Regions from separate parts of the Ovis aries genome. Here region 2 is linked to region 1. The links are chromatin contacts, called in public Hi-C maps. All regions are on one chromosome and are shown on one strand. Each heading gives the region's core, a stretch centred on a gene start, on an enhancer-like site or on the middle of the called end of the contact. The rest is flanking DNA. Distances are from core to core; before and after follow the strand shown. Region 1 holds the start of HLX (H2.0 like homeobox). Region 2 has its middle 130 kb from the start of TRNAF-GAA.

Evidence for each region. A called contact is a pair of places that touch in the nucleus more often than the background predicts.
Region 2: a Hi-C map of liver shows a contact between it and region 1, with 7 times the contacts expected there. The contact joins the enhancer-like site here to the promoter of HLX in region 1. A contact is called at or near these places in 10 of 16 Hi-C or Micro-C datasets (blood, hypothalamus, liver and 5 more).

What each region holds. Positions count from the first base shown.
Region 1 is chr12:23,572,740-23,575,492 of ARS-UI_Ramb_v3.0, forward strand. It overlaps HLX (H2.0 like homeobox), which reads left to right and starts at 1,264. Exons shown (of 4, transcript XM_027976283.2): 1 at 1,264-2,354. The coding sequence starts at 1,763.
Region 2 is chr12:24,126,722-24,129,421 of ARS-UI_Ramb_v3.0, forward strand. No RefSeq gene overlaps it. Among named protein-coding and RNA genes, the nearest start is that of TRNAF-GAA, 130 kb to the left of the region's middle. Within about 2 kb of position 1,395, at least 7 of the 54 cell types and tissues checked have an H3K27ac peak or open chromatin away from gene starts, as enhancers often do. A contact at or near this core is called in liver, where this site is marked.

The DNA.
Region 1 (2,753 bases), core at 14-2,513:
TGCCACAGAAGCACGGAAGTTCTATTAGAAGATGCCTGTTAGGACAATCGAAAACAAAAGATTTCGTGGCTTCATTATTAATATCATTTTATTTTCTTCCTGAAAATGTGCAAGAACTCATGTGGGTGGCCTGTGGTTTATTTGGGAGAGGGGTGGGGAAATCCATTCTGACTCTAATTTAAAAGAGAACGAATTCTTAAAATAGAGATGTTGATGTTGCAGAAAACCCCCACTACACCGACTCTGTGCTCCAAAGACCCCAAGTGCGAATAGAAGGCGTCCGCTCCCACTGCAGCTTTTCCTGAGACCAGGCCTAAGGGGTTCCCTGGGGAAACAGTCGCAGCAATGAAAGCAGCATTTAACCCCAAGGAAATCGACTCTTGTGGGCACTTGCAAAACAACGGACGCCACGTGATCGGGGATGTGGCAGAGGAGGGAGGGTGACATTTCCTACAAGGTGCAGCAGAGGAGGGGACGCGCGTGCCGCGCTCCCGGGTTTCGGACGGCGGCCTGTTTTGTTGTCCCTGAGGCTCGAGGGGTGGGGAGGGGAGAAGGTTTGGCTGCTTCCAAGGGAGGCGTTCGGAGACATCCGTTTTATTTTGTTTGAATAGTTACTCGTTCAAGTTGTCAGTGTGTGACAGCTCAGAATAAAGCTCATTTGCGAGCGTCCCTCCTCTCTTCCCTGAGGATCTCCGCGGCCGGGAAGCAGACGAGGTGCTCGTTTGCGGGGGGCGGGGGAGGGCTGCGCGCAATAGCCCAGGGCAGGGCCGCGTGTGGGCCGGGACCTACGAAAGACTGAGCTTGGTAGAGGACACCTACTCTCGGGGATAGAGGCCGACTGGAGAAAAATCGGGCCGAGAGAAGTAAAGAGAGGAGGGGAAACTTGGGCTCCGTCAGCGTTCTAGGAGGCCGGCTTTGTACCCTCGAAAATAGGCAGGAGCACCAGTTTCCTTGAGAGAGCGCTCCAGGAGCGCTGCGGCCAACTCTCCGCGCCTGGTGCTGATTCGGAGCCGTAGAAGTTAGTGGGAGGTTAGGACTCCCTGGAGCAGCAGTTCGGCCCCCTGCTCTTTGCAGAGTGCGCGCCTAACGCAGCTCAGCCCACGCGGCAGCAGCAAACAGTTTGGCGTGGCCGGGGCGTGGCCGAGGGGACGGGACACGCCCCCTTTCCCAGTTCCCCTCCGTTTCCCACTCCCCATTGGTTGCCAGCGTGGCCAATGAGCGCTTGGATCGAGGTCCTACCCCGGGTCTGACTCGAAAGCTCCTGCCAAAACTTTGGGAGTTTTTAGAGAGGAGTTTTTTTTCCCCCCCTCTCTTATTTTTTTTTTTTTTCAAACTAACGGATTATTATTGTTGTTGTTTTAAATTTAGCTCTTAAGGCTTAGCTGTTTGGGTGTTTCTTTCGGTGCCCGATTCCCGTCTCCCCGGCTTCCCTGGCGTTCGTGCAGTCGCGGCCCCCGCCCGCCTAGCCGCTCCAGCGCCCCTGGTTCGCCTTCCAGCCCGCGGGGAGCGCGGGCGCCGCGCCGCCTTTAAAGTGAGGCCAGGGGCCGAGGCTGTGGCCGGCCGGCCGGGATCCGGCCCTCGCCTCCTCCCTCCGTGGCGCTAGGGCTCCCTGGCCTGTCTGCAGTTCGGACGGAGACGAGTAAGCGGAGCGTCCCCGGAGGGGCTGCTGCCTTCTCCCGGACGTAGCCTTCCTCTCCCCGCGCACCCAGCCATCTACCCGGCCGAGCCAGGCCGCGGCGGCCTCTCGGCGCACCCCGCCAGAATGTTCGCCGCCGGGCTGGCTCCCTTCTACGCGTCCAACTTCAGCCTGTGGTCGGCCGCCTATTGCTCCTCTGCCGGCCCTGGCGGCTGCTCCTTCCCTCTGGACCCCGCCGCCGTCAAGAAACCCTCCTTCTGCATCGCGGACATCCTGCACGCGGGTGTTGGGGAGCCTGGGGCGACCCCGGAGGGTCTGGCGGGGGCCTCGGCTGCTGCCCTTACCGCGCACTTGGGATCGACTCACCCGCACGCCTCTTTCCAAGCTGCCGCCAGATCCCCGCTTCGACCCACCCCGGTGGTGGCGCCCTCCGAAGTCCCTGCTGGCTTCCCTCAGCGACTGTCCCCGCTCTCAGCCGCCTACCACCACCATCACCCACAGCAACAACAGCAGCAGCAACAACCGCAGCAGCAACAGCCTCCGCCTCCACCCCGGGCTGGCGCCTTGCAGCCCCCGGCCTCTGGGTCGCGGGTGGTCCCTAACCCCCACCATAGCGGCTCCGCCCCGGCCCCCTCCAGCAAGGACCTCAAGTTTGGAATTGACCGCATTTTGTCTGCAGAATTTGACCCCAAAGTGAAGGAAGGCAACACACTGAGAGGTAGGTCTTGGGAGAGAGGCTGCAGGCCTCTGATCAGGAAACTGACGCACTCGCGGATCCCTAGGGCCGTTTGGGATGCCTTTGAGTGTTTTTAGGATTAAGAACAAGTTGGTAGAATGAGGGAAAAGGAAATGAATTGTAAGGAGACTGTGAAGCATTAGGTTTGAAACTCACTTGCTCTACGTTTTTTGAAAAAAGATAAAAAATAAAAACCACGAAGAACCCAGGGATGCTTTAAAAACACAGTCACAGAATCAATATTCATAAAAATTGTTGGAGTAAATATTTGCTCAAAGGACTATCATATGTGTGTCTCTTTAATCACATATCTGGAGAGAGAACTACATTATTGGAGAGGAAAAGCCCTTTTGGGGAACAGTTTTGCTTCCTTTGGTCTGA
Region 2 (2,700 bases), core at 145-2,644, 550 kb after region 1:
ATTAGTAAACCAATGACATAAGAAATAATGTTACTAACCACAAAATTTGGGAGGAAACTGAGCTTTAGTAAATATATCCAAAAATATTTGAAGGACTAGAAATGACAGGCCAGTATTGATGAAAGCACAGTGCTGAGGGCTTGTTTTGCTCCCGCTGCAAATACTTTCATGGATATAGCTGTTGGATAAACTGACTTTAATGTCCTAAAGTTATCAAAAATAATAAGCAAACAAAACCAAAAATTTAAAAATAAGCAAAACCAAACAAAAATTAATAATGATGACAGGAAAGGAAGACTTCAGGTTCAACACTGTGCTTTGATATACAATCTGTTTATCTCCTCTGCTTCCCAAGACCCCACGGAAGTGGTTGTATAGGATAGCGCAGTTCTTTCTCATAAAGTACGTCTCCTGGACTAGTTGATTGTTTTAGTTATGTTAGTGTACAATTTAATTAAAGCATAAACAAGGACTTCTACGGTTTTTAGAAACACCCATGTTTTGCCCAGCAAGAATGAAAGGGGAGATTCCTAAATGGATGGTGACTATCTTCTCAGTAACTGACTAAAGAAATAAACGAGGGGGAGATATAAAGAGGTCACCGTGAAAGTGCTCAATCAGGTGACTGCAAGAGCAGCATTTCTTCAGTTGCATGGACTCAAGGGCATCATTGTACATTTGAGACCCCACTAGAGTTATCCAATTAGGTAACTATTACAATGTCACTGCTAATTCTGGGATGAAAGAAATAAAATCTAATTCTTGCACTTCCAAGGAAAGGGATTTTTCAACCACATCAGGGCCAGGGATTGAACTTGAAATTCTGCTAACACAAAACTGAACCATTCCATTTCACTAGAGTAGGAAGTCAGCTCAGAATAGAATTTTGTCTAATTTTTACCCAAAGAAATTTTCCTGGGAACATAAACCTGTCTGCATGCTAAGATCATTGAATTTTACAAACACCAGATGAAATTTTGGAAGAGGAAAAAATATTCATTTTATTTTTCTTTTTTGCACCATTTAGCAAATCCACTGGCCACTCAATTACTTTAATTAGTTCTCCCAAACAACATCAGAAGATAAACACAAGGTCCGATTGATTACTCCTACTTAGATGAAGAATTGTGAATTATTTAGTTTGGCTCTGAGACCTCGTTTTATATGTGCACGTGTATACCCACTTGTACCAACATCTAGTAAATCGGCTTTAGTTTTAAAAATAATCTGGCAGTCAAGCAGTACATCACACAAGCAAAGACTGCTCGTGTGAAGACAGACCCCTGGTGGCGAATGTGTGGAACTGCAGCCCAGGAAAGAATTTGAGCATGTCTTTTTTTCACCCCCCATTCCCCCTCCTGCTTTCTGGGTACAGACTGCTGTTGACGGTGGACATACTGCAGCTGTAGGGAAGTGAGTCTCAAGCTCAAGTCAAGAGATTTCCAGAACAGTTACATCAACTCCATGAAAGCTCCAGGTCACAAGTTCTCTAAATTATTTAGAAAGCCGACCGATGTAGCACGCTAACCATTTTTAAAAGCTACTAAAATCTCTTAACCAAGAAGCAGAACAGGGGCCTCAGTGTTTGAGAGTAAAGTTTAATCTCCACCTAAAAACTTCTGGACTTCCTCTGTCAGGATAATGAGCTTCTGTTTTCTTTGGGGAAGAAAAAAAGAAGTGTCGATTCCTTTGGCACCACAAAAACAAGCTTCTAAATATGGCCTTGCCCCTGAAACGACCCTGTCTAACTGCTTTTCTGCAAATGGAACTCTGTGAGACAAAAATACGTAACTGAAAGGAACAGAAAGCCAAACCCCACTTTCTTGCTGCTCCTGGCTCCTGGTTTTATTCTCTACTGTGAAGTGTGAAGATAAACTTCTAGAAACCTAAAGAGAATAGTTCTTGAACTTCCTCCTGGTGTACTTGGTTTCGACAGATGATGGAATCAAATCTCGGACCCTCGCTGTCAATCTTTGCACGAGTAAGTAAGGAGGAAAGGCATAGTAGTGTCTTCTGCTTGGATCAAGGTGATGATAAAGTGATCCAGTGCAGAGCTGGGAAAGTCTCTGATGTCCCCTCAACCTACCCCAGAAGAAGGCATCTTTAGTCTAATGGGCTGACTTCATGAGACAAAATGCCAGTCACTGCTGCACATGAAATGGCAAGATATTGTGGTCAGGACGGCCTTTGCTATGTACCAAGCACTGTGTCAAGTCACATCACATGTGTCTGAGGCTGGCACTGATGGACACAGCCTCAGCATTTTGTCCTGGTGAGTAGAGGGCTGAAGTCTCCGTTTCTGAGCCTCATCCAGGTGTGCCATCCTGTTTCTGACACACACATGTGTACGTATATACACATGTGTGCATGCGTGCTAAATCGTTCCGGTCACGTCCGACTATTTGAGACTCCATGGACTGTAGCCTTCCAGGCTCCTCTGTCCATTTGCGCATCATAATGCGAGAATAAAGGCCTTCCCAGATATGCAGAGGCCAACTGTTCAGCATTTTTACTTGCTATCATAGAGAAGAGTAGGAAAAGGTGTCATAAACCCTCTTTTTAACAAGAGAAAACACATTCATTCAGGATGAATAAAGCACTGTACGTCCTTTCCCTCCAACCATCCTCGGTCACAGTGGCCAGAATTTGTGACAAGGACTAGGAGACACCCGAGGAAGAGGTTTCCTACAGCCGCTACAA